Regions from separate parts of the Mus musculus genome. Here all the other regions are linked to region 2. The links are chromatin contacts, called in public ChIA-PET and HiChIP or PLAC-seq maps. All regions are on one chromosome and are shown on one strand. Each heading gives the region's core, a stretch centred on a gene start, on an enhancer-like site or on the middle of the called end of the contact. The rest is flanking DNA. Distances are from core to core; before and after follow the strand shown. Region 1 holds the start of Mt4 (metallothionein 4). Region 2 holds the start of Mt1 (metallothionein 1). Region 3 has its middle 18 kb from the start of Mt4.

The links. ChIA-PET counts read pairs in DNA pulled down with a chosen protein or histone mark. HiChIP or PLAC-seq counts read pairs in DNA pulled down with a chosen protein or histone mark.
Region 1: a contact with region 2 is called in an H3K27ac HiChIP or PLAC-seq map of embryonic stem cells, with 8 read pairs. The contact joins the promoter of Mt4 here to the promoter of Mt1 in region 2. A contact is called at or near these places in 8 of 39 promoter capture datasets (the 3T3-L1 cell line, the HPC-7 cell line, HPC-7-derived erythroid cells and 4 more), 4 of 484 Hi-C or Micro-C datasets (the C2C12 cell line, the HL-1 cell line, embryonic stem cells and 1 more), 7 of 115 datasets of contacts at active chromatin or transcription factors (astrocytes, bone marrow-derived macrophages, embryonic fibroblasts and 3 more) and 3 of 9 other capture datasets (adipose tissue, liver and pancreatic islet).
Region 3: an RNA polymerase II ChIA-PET map of neural stem cells shows a contact between it and region 2, with 10 read pairs. The contact joins the enhancer-like site here to the promoter of Mt1 in region 2. A contact is called at or near these places in 18 of 39 promoter capture datasets (the 3T3-L1 cell line, 3T3-L1-derived adipocytes, the HPC-7 cell line and 12 more), 2 of 15 datasets of contacts at CTCF or cohesin (CD8 T cells and the NIH/3T3 cell line), 57 of 484 Hi-C or Micro-C datasets (the 3T3-L1 cell line, the C10 cell line, the C2C12 cell line and 37 more), 14 of 115 datasets of contacts at active chromatin or transcription factors (the 230-238 cell line, astrocytes, bone marrow-derived dendritic cells and 8 more) and 4 of 9 other capture datasets (adipose tissue, embryonic stem cells, liver and 1 more).

Annotation. Positions count from the first base shown.
Region 1 is chr8:94,135,628-94,139,791 of GRCm38.p6, reverse strand. Mt4 (metallothionein 4) reads right to left here and starts at 2,588. Exons shown (of 3, transcript NM_008631.3): 1 at 2,520-2,588; 2 at 1,496-1,561; 3 at 761-1,016. The coding sequence starts at 2,550. The coding sequence ends at 925.
Region 2 is chr8:94,176,351-94,180,533 of GRCm38.p6, reverse strand. It overlaps Mt1 (metallothionein 1), which reads right to left and starts at 1,445. Exons shown (of 3, transcript NM_013602.3): 1 at 1,196-1,445; 2 at 646-711; 3 at 207-432. The coding sequence starts at 1,223. The coding sequence ends at 341.
Region 3 is chr8:94,117,236-94,121,209 of GRCm38.p6, reverse strand. No RefSeq gene overlaps it. Among named protein-coding and RNA genes, the nearest start is that of Mt4, 18 kb to the left of the region's middle. Within about 2 kb of position 1,964, at least 93 of the 459 cell types and tissues checked have an H3K27ac peak or open chromatin away from gene starts, as enhancers often do. A contact at or near this core is called in astrocytes, brain, cerebellum and 10 more, where this site is marked.

The DNA of each region.
Region 1 (4,164 bases), core at 1,339-3,838, 42 kb after region 2:
CTGCCACTGTTTGCCCCACCCCCACCCCCAGGCTACAGGCTCTGTTCATGACTGGTCAGAGCTCAGGACCTTGAAGCTTTTTGCTGGGTGAGTTTACCTGGGTCAAGATCAGGCCAGGCTAGTCAGGTTAAGACAGACATGCACCATGACGGATCTTCACTCAGAGGGTTTCTTTGGGCCCCAGGTGATGGTGTATACTTTTAATCACAGTACTCGGGAGGCAGAGGCAGGTGGAACTCTTGAGTCTCAGGCCAGCCTGGTCTATAGAGTTCTAGGTCAGCCAGAGCTACACAGAGAAACCTTATCTCAACAAGACAAGACAAGACAAAGGTTCTTTGAGTGGGGATCCCAGAAAGCTCTAGCTGAGGACCATGATATGGGGCAAGGAAGGCAGCCTAAGAGCGTTAGCTGTGAGCTGCTGGAGCTCAGCGCCACTGTAGACTTCTGGAAGACTGTAGAAATGCTGGGTTTTGTTTGGTGTTGGTTAGGAAGTGTTCCCAGGGCCATAAACTCTCCTGTGCTTGGTGTTGGTTAGGAATTGTTCTCAAAGCCATGAACCCTCCTGTCCTCATGGCTGCCCTGTGTTTGTAAAGTGGGAGAAAGCCCCAGGCACAGTTGCAGCGCCTTAAAGTGAGCAGCAATGAGCAGCCACGTGTGAGTGGGGTTCCGGTGGGCTGCTAGAGGGTCTGCGATAGAGCCAGCCCTTCTTGGTTCTTCTTGGTTAGGGTTAGGGTTAAACAATACTCTGAGCCACCAGACAGCCATGAATGGAAACTTTATTACTCCAAGAACTTTACATGGACATCACCTGCCCCGCATGTGGGCACACATATAAAAAGTACAATTTATTATACAAATTAAATCCCTTGACTCAGGTACTGTGTAGTCACTTCCCAGGATCTCTCCCGCTGCCATAGGTGGGTTTCAGGGACAGCAGCTGCACTTGTCTGAACCCCCTTTGCAGATGCAGCCCCGGGCACACTTGGCACAGCCTGGGGGACAGCAGGGACAGCAGCCTGAAAAAATTAGGAGATGGACAGATGAGTCATGGCTCTTCACTTCCCGCCCTCCCCCCAACACCTTAGGGGAAGCAGCAGGAAACCCTGGGCCAGGAGACTGTGGGATATGAGAGCAAGAAGGGACCTCAGAGGTCCTCTAGGGTCCATTAGAGCTCTAGACAGAGGGTGGGCTTTTCAAAGGTCACAGCCATGACAGAAACAAGATTAGAAGCCAGGGTTCATTCCTCCAAACCAAGACTTTATCCTCCTCCTCACTGGGCTGGACAGAACCAATACCATGCTCCAAACACCATGGATGTCCTTAGAGCTGGGTGGGCTGCAGTCCTAAGGAGCTTTGTCCCATGTCTCCTTGGGTGTCATATCATATCCCCCCACCCCCACTGAGAAAAAGGATCCCTGCACTGCCCTCACGGGCACCATCGAGGGATGGGGCTATTCCCACTCGCATCTGGCAGTGTCCAGGTGACCATACTCACTTTTACGACAGGTTTTACAGCTGCAGGTTGTGCATTTGCAATTATCTCCGCAGATGCAGATCCCTCCTAGGAGCGAGGACAGAGATCAGGTGAGCATGGGGCTACGGCTACAGATGCTCCTTGGTGTGCGTGTGGGTGTGGGGGAGTGGCTAGACAAGAGGGTATTGCTGTTGCTGAGCATCACCCCAGGACTGTGGATAGGTCAGTGGTTCTAGTGACAAGTCATGGATGGGGACCGGGAGCAGGAAGGGCAGCATTGGCTCAAACCAGGTTTCCTGTGACAAAGACCCCAAGCCCCACTCTGGGTGGGTGAAAGAATCTGTCATTTAAAAACACAGGTGGTACAGATGTCCATTTAGCACTAACAGACAAGGCCAACCCCAGACAAGGACAACCATCAAGGGCATCATAGCCTCTTCTTGACAAGGCCAGATGGAAAACCTGAACGGAAAGCAGAAAGGAAAGCAGAGACCCCAGGGGCCTCTATACCTTGCTTTTATTTCATAAAAGGGACTCACACTTCTTTGTTTCTCTCAACTCATCCTGTCTGTCACATTCAGTTTGAGAACACTCAAATTTTCTGTATCTTTTCCAAATTTAGGGGACAGACCTCTACTGTTAAGGATGAAGGATACATTTGAAACTCTTAGGCGACAATTTTCAAGGCTGAGAACATACAGGGCTGTTTTGAACCCCGATTGATCTCCCACCTTCTGGGCAACATTCTTCCCAGCACCAAGCAACCCAGAATGGCTTTGAACACAGGGTCCTCCTCCTCCTGCTCAGCCTTCTGAGTGCTAGCATGTTCCACTACAACTGACTTTTACTGACTGGAGAGCACAGCTAAGCCTCTAAGCATCCACCCCACCCCACCAACCCCCGGCTTGCTAATTTTAACCTTTCCATAGGCTCCATAGTACAGGAGCCACCCAGAGTTGAATAACCCCGGTTTGCAAAGGAGGACACAGAGGTCTATAAAAGGGGGTAAAGTTATAAGATTCCCTAACAGGGCTTCCTTACTTACCAGACATACACGTGCATTCCCCAGGGTCCATGGTCCAGGTGTGTGAGCAGCTAAGAAAGGGAGGCTGAGGCAGCAGCTGCTGCAGGCACCCTCTTTATAGTTGTGTAGGTGTGGACTACAACTCACCCCACCTCTCCCTGGGGCCAGACGCCCTGCACACGGCCCAGTGAGACGCTCAGGGCTAGGGAGGGCAGGCAGCAGAGGGCAGAGGGCAGGTAGAGTTGTTTGGTCGTTTAGGAGGCTTTCACAAAGGGCTAAGCCTGCCCCACCTGCTTCCCTGCCATAGTGTTAAGGAAGCCAGGTGAGGTTCCCGTGGCACTCATGGAGGGCTCATAGCAGCACACATCCAGCTGCACAGGGTTAGCTGCCACTTCTATTCCTCCTTCCTGGGGCCACTCCTGCCTAGGCTCAGAGCTTCATTCTTTCCCATGGTTGTTGGTCTTTAAAGGCCTCATCATAGACAGTGGGAAAGCACAGGGAATGTGCCCACCTGGACTGGGAACCTTTCCTTCTAGACCACACATGGAGGGAAAGAAGAGAAGACTTGGTGGGGCTCCTTAACCAGCCCCAACTTCTATCCCATCCCCAGGCTTTGGTAAGGCAGCTACCTACCTTTCATAGCGTGCAAAGTGCCCAGTGGATGATGGAATGCCCCATGAAGAAATGTTGGAGCTGTAGTGATCTCTCTCTCTCTCTCCCCCCTTCCCTCTTCCTTCCTCCCTCCATCTCCCCTCCCTGTGTGTGTCCCTTGATAATATGTGTACACACATCTCATGTTACTTGCTCTGCTACGCGATGATTTATTCGTGTGCTAAAGCAGCTCTGCCCCTTCCCAGTCTTGCACGAGGGTTTGTGGATGCTGGATGTGCGAAGGAATGAATAGATGAATGAGTCAGATGACGTAACAGATGACTGAAGATGTGAACTGGAAAGTGAACAAAGGAAAGATGGACTCTGATGAAAAGTGGTTTTCCCATTCAGCCCATGTAATACTTCCTCCCTGTTCTCAGTTCATCTCCATCAGTCAGGACTCAGCCTGACCCCCCGATACCATGAACTTGAGCTGAGAATATCTAGTGAGGGGAAATGTACTGGCATCATAGTCATCAGGAGTCAATGTCAGAAGTAGAGATGACACCGTGCTGGTACAGAGATGGTCCCTGCAGACACCCACTCTTTTATTCTTTACTTTCCAAGGACCTGCACTGCGCTGTGCTAGATGCTGGGGACCCAGTGCTGATTAAAGCCAGAGCTTATGGTTGAGAGTCAGGAGTGCAGTCCAGCTCAGGAACTTCATGCTGGCTTGTGGGCTGTTCTCAGTCTTTCTGGGCCTGCAATGGGAGTTTATGCCAGCCCATCTGTGGCACAGTCAATGTTCCCTGCCTCTAGCAGGTATTAATACCAACAAGAGCCTGGCCCATGGAACAAGCCCAGAGAGGGCAAGGCATGTCCCTCTACTTGTCTAAGCCATCTCTCTTAGCTCGATGCCACCTGTGCCAGCAACGGTGCCAACATCCTCTTTGGATGATGTTGTGATGTTGCTCAAGGCCAATCAATCGACAATAGTAAATCCCAATGCCTTAATACTTCGATATTTCTTAATTCCTGGGCTGTGCAGGTTGAAACAGTGTAACACTTGCTGGTC
Region 2 (4,183 bases), core at 196-2,695:
TCCCTTCCCCTAACACAAGACCTGACCAGGCACACAGCTGTTTTCCATGAGGAAGCTTATGGGATAGCTTGGCTTTACCCAAAGACATTACCCCTCTGTGAGGGCCAGAGGCGGGAGGTAAAGGCACGAGGGGGTCCAAAACCAGATCCCCAGACTATCAAGTCACCCCAGTTTCTTATTGCCAAACCACACCAAGAAAACCAGAGTTAGACTCAAACAGGCTTTTATTATTCACGTACTCGGTAGAAAACGGGGGTTTAGTAAACAGGGTGGAACTGTATAGGAAGACGCTGGGTTGGTCCGATACTATTTACACGTGGTGGCAGCGCTGTTCGTCACATCAGGCACAGCACGTGCACTTGTCCGCGGCGCCTTTGCAGACACAGCCCTGGGCACATTTGGAGCAGCCCACGGGACAGCAGGAGCAGCAGCCTAGAAAGGAGGAGGAAGAGGTCAGCCTGGCTGAAGACCTCTGCTTCCTGTCCCCAACAGAGAAGACCTCGGTTTTTTTAAATAGTTCTCTGTATAGTTCTGTCCCCGAGACAATACAATGGCCTCCGGGAAGCAAAGGACATTTCTCAGAGCCAGTTTTGTAGGAGTTCCCCGCCCCTAGCCTTAGCCGCCACCCAAGGTGTCCCAACTCACTCTTCTTGCAGGAGGTGCACTTGCAGTTCTTGCAGGCGCAGGAGCTGGTGCAAGTGCAGGAGCCGCCTGGGGAGGAGAAAGAAGACAGCATGAGGGAGGCAGCATTACAGCAGTGGCCAACACCACGAGTCCCGGCTCAGTTCACTAAGTCCTCCTCGGAGCTGCAGGGAGCCTAGCCCCACTTTTCTCCTCACAGGTTAAGTCAGGGATTATGTCTTTGAGTCCCAAGACATAAAGGTCCTTCACCTCTTTCTTAATTCAAGCAATTCACAGTAAGTTTAGTAATGCCTGGGACTCAACCCAGATGTCCCCACTAACTGGGTGATCAGGAACCGGACATTTGCGCGTCTAAATCCTAGCCCCAACCCCGCCAAAGGACCCGTTCGACAATACTCGTAACTAATGAAGGCTTTTGCAAGAGCGGATTCTAGAAAGAACCGGAATGAATCGCCAACTAAAGGTGCCTATTCCCGCCAAGCCTCTACAACTCGGGGATTCCGCTCTGCGGTCCCAACTTGGTATTCTAAAGACCAAGGATCGGGAGTCTTACCGGTGGAGCAGGAGCAGTTGGGGTCCATTCCGAGATCTGGTGAAGCTGGAGCTACGGAGTAAGTGAGGAGAAGGTACTCAGGACGTTGAAGTCGTGGTGACGCTTAGAGGACAGCCTGCCCTCTTTATAGTCGTTGGACGAGTCCGGGCGCAAAGGGTTTGCACCCAGCAGGCGGTTGCTCCAGCCCACGCATAGTCACGCGCCCCGCGTCCTTGGCAGAGCCGAGCGCACTTTTCGGGCGGAGTGCAGAGCTCCCTGGAGCGCCAGTGTGCACAGCGGGACCGCCCCTTTGGCACGACTGGCTCGGATAGGACGACCCATGTGACGTGTGGAACATCATGTCCCTATAGTGCTTTCCCCGATATTACGGCCTATCGCTGCTCTGGAGTTTACGAGAACTCACCCCGGAAAGCCAGCTATCTCCGTAAACCCATTCGCAGCGTGGTAACCTCAGCTTCTCCTTTCCTGGAGTTCCTGAGCAGCGACCAGCTCCGCCCAGGTCTCTCTCTGGATCGAAGCTAGGAGAAGAGGAGACAGTTTTATAAAGACTAGCCTTGATTATTTTAGCCAACAGAACTCATCTCAACATTATTCTCTACTCCTGAGGGGGCTCATCTAAGAATGTCCAGGGCTGAGGGGTCACTCACCTTAACCCATCTGCTCTACTCCAGGCTGGTTTTAAAAACCAAGGTACCCTCCCTCCAGAGAGATCATTTTAGGTGGGGACTGCATTAGATAAAAAAAATAAAGTCAGCTATTTCTTTCTTTCTTTTTTTTTTAATGCTTCTGATTTTGAGTAACATTAGAGTCTGCTGTCAGGCAGGCCTTGTGTCCTGGGCAAGAGAACAGCTACACTGTTGGCTCATGCATACCATCACTTCTGAGCTATACGACTTTGGGCAGGTTTTTGCTTAACTGTGGTAGAACCACCACCAGCAATATGTCTATTATGCCAGAACCAGGAGTTAAACCAATTTCTCATTTAATACCTATAGAGAGATGCAAATTCTATTTACACACAAGGACAGAGGATTCAGAGGTTCAGTGACTTGCCCAGGCCATATATCCAGTCAGTAGTACAACGGCTGTGAACCAGCACTGCCTGGCACTAACGCTCCTGTATTTGTCCCACGTTCTCTTGCTGTGATTCTGTACAAAGTTCATCTGTAGGCAGAGAAGGCACCAGGTGCTGGGCTATGACACTCCCCCCCCCCACACACACACTTCCCCCTCCTCTTCCCCCTCTCCCTCTTCCTCCTCTTCTTCCTCCTCTTCTCCGTTCTTCTCCCCTTCTTTCTCCTCTCTTCTTCCTTTTTCTCCTCCTCCCCCCTCCTCCTCTTCCTCCTCCTTCATGGTGGTTTAGATACAAGTGTCTTTCTATTATCAACCCACTGGTTTGGTAGTATAATATTACCCAGGGCGTTTCTCCTTCCTCCGGATATTTCCTCTTGGAGGAGACAACACAGCAATACCCTCTGCGTGGGAAGATCCAAAAAAAAACCTTCATTTGGAACTGAGTCTTTATCTATACAGTTAAATTCTTGCCTTAGGGTAGCTCTTTAATCTCAGCTCTTAGAAGTCAGAGGCAGATGATCTCTGCAAAATTCAAGGCCAGCCAGGGCCACACAAATGAGATCCTATTTCAAAAGTTAATAAGGAAGTGATTAAAGATTAAAAAAAAAAAAAAAAAACAAGCCGGGTGTTGGTGGCGCACGCCTTTGATCCCAGCACTCAGGAGGCAGAGGCAGGCGGATTTCTGAGTTCGAGGCCAGCCTGGTCAACAAAGTGAGTTCCAGGACAGCTAGGGCTATATAGAGAAACCCTGTCTCGAAAAACCAAAAACCAAAACCAAACAAACAAACAAAAAAACCAGAATTCTTGCTTGACTAATGTTGGTCAGTTCTCTCCAGATCTCATGAATTTACTGGTTTTAAGTAGCTAAGGACTGGGCTTGGAAAGAGCAGAGGATTTCAGCCTGGGCTAGAGACAAATTCCAAGCACTCAAGGGCAACTCCTAAGCAGAGATCTCACGTCAGAGACATCAGTGATTCTGCAAAGGCAGGGACTGCTGGCTCCTAGGGTACAAGTCAGGCTGAGGTGTGCTCTGGCACAAAGATGCCCAAGTCCTTTATTCTGCCTCTTCCTTGTTTTCTGGATGCATACGGAGATGTTTCTGCTGGACCACATATAGTTGGTGTTTTTGCTTGTTTTATCAGTTTGTTATGTTTTATTGTCTATTGCCAAAACTGAGATCTGTAACAGATTCTTGGGCCTTTAGACCTCTTGCATAATATGATTTTTTTCCCCTTTTTTTCAGTGAGGATTGAACCCAAGGCTTCCTGATCACCAGGCAAGCATTCTGCACCTGAGTTTTGCCTCCAGTCCTTTACAGTCTTTTATTTTGAAAGAGGGTCTCACTAAGTTGTTCGGGCTGACTTTAAATGTGCTCTGTAGGGCTGGAGAGATGGCTCAGTGGTTAAGAGCACTGACTGCTCTTCCAGAGGTCCTGAGTTCAATTCCCAGCAACTACATGGTGGCTCATAACCATCTGTAATGGGATCAGATGCCCTCTTCTGGTGCATCTGAAGACATTGACGGTGTACATGCATACATGAAATAAAGGATCAAACTTAAAAAAAACAAAAACAAAAACTGTGCTCTGTAGCTAGACTGAGCTGGAAATCCTCCCCCTGCCTCAGTGTCGGGAGAGTAGACAGGATAATAGAGGTATGTCACCAGGCCCCAGTTTCTCCTCCTCCCCTTCTTCTTCTCCTTTTCCAGGGGTGCCACTCTGTAATTCACAATGGGCTGTAGCTCACTGAACAGCCTGGTCTGGCCTTGAACTTGAGACACTCTTCTGTTTCAGCTTCCCAAGTTGCTAGGATACAGGTGTGTGTGTGTGTATCACAATACCCAAAGTGTTTTGTGTGTGACTTCTTTTTTGAGACGACGTTACATGTGGCCAAGGCCTTAAACTTGCTATAGTCC
Region 3 (3,974 bases), core at 715-3,214, 60 kb after region 2:
TAAAGGCGTACATTGCTACCGACTGGTTATAAGGTTTTTATTTTTTATTTTTTATTTTGTTTTGTTTTTTGTTTTTTGAAACAGGGTTTCTCTGTAGACCTAGAAGGCCTTGAACTCAACTATTCACCTGCCTCTGCCTCCTGAGTGCTGGGATTAAAGGCATGTGCCCCCACACCCTGCTCTTTTTGTGGGACCCCTAACAATGGAAGTGGATCGGGTGTGTCTTTGACTCTTTTTTCCTGCTCCTAAGATTATTGTCCTCCTATTGTCCTTATCCATCCACAATATGAGGGGGCTTTTGTCTTGTCTTTTGTTTGTTTGTTTGTTTTTTGAGACAGGGTTTCTCTGTATAGCCCTGGCTGTCCTGGAACTCACTTTGCAGATCAGGCTGGCCTCAAACTCAGAAATCTGCCTGCCTCTGCCTCCCAAGTGCTGGGATTAAAGGCGTGTGCCACCACTGCCCGGCGCTTTTGTCTTGTCTTAATTATATCTTGTTTTGTGGTGTTTGGTTGATGTCTCCTGGAGGCCTGCTTCTTCCTGAAGGGAAAGAGGGTCAGGATGCATTGTATGAGAGAAGAATCTATTTTCAAATTTAAAAAGAAAGGAAGAAGGAAAGAAAGAAAGAAACTCCCCAGGCCAAAGATCTAAGCACATAGATGCTCAGAAGGCAGATTTCAAAGGGCTTTTCATTAAAGTTCTGCCATTCATATGCCTCGCCCGCCCGAAAGTCAGGGGCCTGGCCCAGAGGAGTTACAAGCTTGCTGCCCTATGCTATGGGGTCGCAGGGAACATGTTAGAACAGTTGTGTCCACAGCAGCCTGTGCTCTTTCTTGACCCAGATACTCAGTGGGCCCCTTTTGTTAGCGGTCCGCCTAGGCTCCGCCCCACAGTTACCTGGCAAGAGCCAGGTATGCCTGACTCACTGTGAAAGGGGCTGTTTGCCCCCTCCTCTCTCCCCCTCTCTCTCTCTCTCTCTTGCTCTTTTACTCTCTTACCCTCTCTGTCCCTTCTTTCCCCATTCCCCTCCCTGCTCTCTCTCCACGTGTTCCCGGTCTGGTCTGGTCTGTCTCTCTCTCTCTCTCTCTCTCTCTCTCTCTCTCTCTCTGTGTGTGTGTGTGTGTGTGTGTGTGTGTGTGTGTTAGTTTAGTCTTTTTTGCAGGGGGCAGGGTTTCATGGAGTCCAGGCTAGCCTCAAACTCACTATATAGCTGTGGCTATCCTTGAACTCCAAATCCTTTCCCTCCTACCTCCCAAATTTTGGGATTACATACATGCACCACCACACCCAATTATTTCCTTGGTGTTCTGTCCTTAGAGGAGAAGCCTGGCCAATCACTTCTAACTCTAGTCCCAACATCACACTTGCAAGTAAGTGATCAACTCCAGCAAAAGCGGGTCCTTTGCACGTACGTCTATATCTGGGACAAGAATATTAGTGTGAAGAGATCATCCACTCACTGCAGAGTGAGGGTTTAAATCCCTATTATGTAGGTCCAAAGCCTGGGCTCTGTGCTTGTTGAAAGTATGGTTAAGATACTGACTGACAGCGGGGCAGTGGTGGTGCATGCCTTTAATCCCAGCACTTGGGAGGAAAGGCAGGCAGATTTCTGAGTTTGAGGGCAGCCTGGTCTACAGAGTGAGTTCCAGGACAGCCAGGGCTACACAGAGAAACCTTGTCTCAAAAAACAACAAACAAAACAAAACAAAAGAATTATTATATGCATGTGGGTATTTTGCCTGAATGTTTATGTATCTGTCTTGAAAACAAAAAACAAAACACAAGATACTAACTGACAGCTAAGAGGCAACCTACCCTAGCCACATAGCAGGGAGGAAAAGATGTTCTGTGGAGCTTTCCTTGAGCATGCCAGAGGAGCAAAAGTAAAGTCCTATCTCTGCAGTACACATGGGTATCACAGCCAACTGGGTGGGAGGAGCTGAAGCTTGGCTGTGCACGTGGCTAGCCTACTGATGGGACCAGGGCGCCTGCAGCTCATTAACCAGGATTCTTAGGATGCCAGCATCCTGCGATGCTTTTCTCTTTCAGAGAAACACTGAAAAGGCTCCTGGAATGGATGTAGCACAAAAGGGCGTTTTAGGGCCTGTTGGTGAACGAACTGTTCTTTTCCTAACAAAAAGAGAAATGCAGAGCCTCCGGGAAGTTTTGTTTCTCTGATGTGGGCAGGCAGGCATGCTGCAGATTCTTAGGACCAGCATGGGATGGGACAGGCAGACAGGAGGAGGTACAGGGAGTCCTGGATGCAACAGCTGGGGTTAATGATCACCTTTGGCTGTATAGCTAGAAGAGCCAGAAGAGCTAAGCTGGGCCAAGGATGTAGCTCAAAGGTAGAGCACTTCCCTAAAATGTGGGGGTGGGGAGGGTCACTGAGTTCAGTCCACAACACTGAAAAATTAGAGTGGAAGCTTTGGGCATGATAAGACAAACAGTGATCTAGATGCAGCAGAGGTACAGGTCTCCAAAGGGCTCAGCTGGAGACAAGGGACTAAAGGGTTCCCCAGGGGGAAAGGTGAGTTTGTGTACTATCCAGAAAAATCACCGAGGAAAAAATAATGCAAATATCAGTTAGAACCAGAGAGATACTCATCTCCATTATGATAATAGAAATGCAAATTAAAGTGACATTCAGATAGAATTTCAATGGTCTGTATGCTAAGCAGAGATTCAAAAATTAAAGGCAGGCTCATGGGGAGTCTGTAGGGAAGTAGATGTGTCTAGACACAGGTTCCCCAAAACATGAACCATACCAGAACATTCACAAAGCAACTCTGCTTGTCGCAAGCTGCCTATGAGTTTATTTACACATCCTGTACAAGGAAATGGGTGCTGCCCAGTGCCATCTTGCTTTTAAGGGATTAGGAAAGGCCTAAATGACCATGACAATGGGAAATGGGTTCAATGAATTAAGTTGCTGCAATGGAATGTTAGTTCTTAAAAACACAAGGTTTATTATATGTCTGGAGATGGAAGGGTCTAGAAGGTGTAACATCAACTGGGGAAAGGCAAAGTATGCACAGGTGAGAATCGTCAGGAGCAAAAGTGAGGAGTGTCTGTGCTCTTGTAGAATTTACATTCAGAGGGAGGGCAGGATGAAGAAGTCAATCACTGAACTGACCGTATGGTTTGTGAGAAGGTGATATATGGTACAGAGTACAGAGACAAGGGCACTGAACTGACCGTATGGTTTGTGAGAAGGTGATATATGGTACAATGTACAGAGACAAGGGCGTAGAATAAGAAGAGGACTTAGCAGTTGGTGGAAAGGCACAATAGGGTGGTGAAGGCACTCCAGGGACTGGGGCAAGAGGACTGTCACAAGTTCAAGACCAGTTTGGAATGTTCAGAGAAGTCAAGGCAAGCCTGGGCTACACAGCAAGACCCTGTCCGAAACAAACAAAAGTGCTAGGGGTGGGGTTCGTGTGCTGTATACAGTGGAGTGGGCAGAGCAGACTCCAGAGAGAGGACACAAAACCCTCCCCAGCATTGAGGAGAAGACTGCAGTCAAAGGCAGTGCAAATAAGGCAGAAATGCGAAGAGCAGGAACAGGCAGGGGCAGCAGTGTCACTCAGGCTTGGGGCAACTTTTCACTGGCATAATGAATAAGGGCTGCAAGAAACCTGGTGGTGGGGAAACTGAAACCCAGAGAGTTGCCCAGGCACACAGAACAAGAAGGAAAGATGTGGGCTGGAGAGATGGCTCAGTGGTTAAGAGCACTGGCTGCTCTTCCACAGGTCCTGAGTTTAATTCCGAGCAACCACATGGTGACTCATGACCATCTGTAATGGGACCTGATGTCTTCTGGTGTACATGAAGACAGAGTACTCATATACATGAAATCAATCAATCAATCAATCAATCATCAATCAATCAATCAATCTTTTTTTTTAAAGATGCATTCCAGCATCCTCTGCTCACTAGAGTGACAGGTACTCTAGCCTGGGGTCCCCAAAAAGACA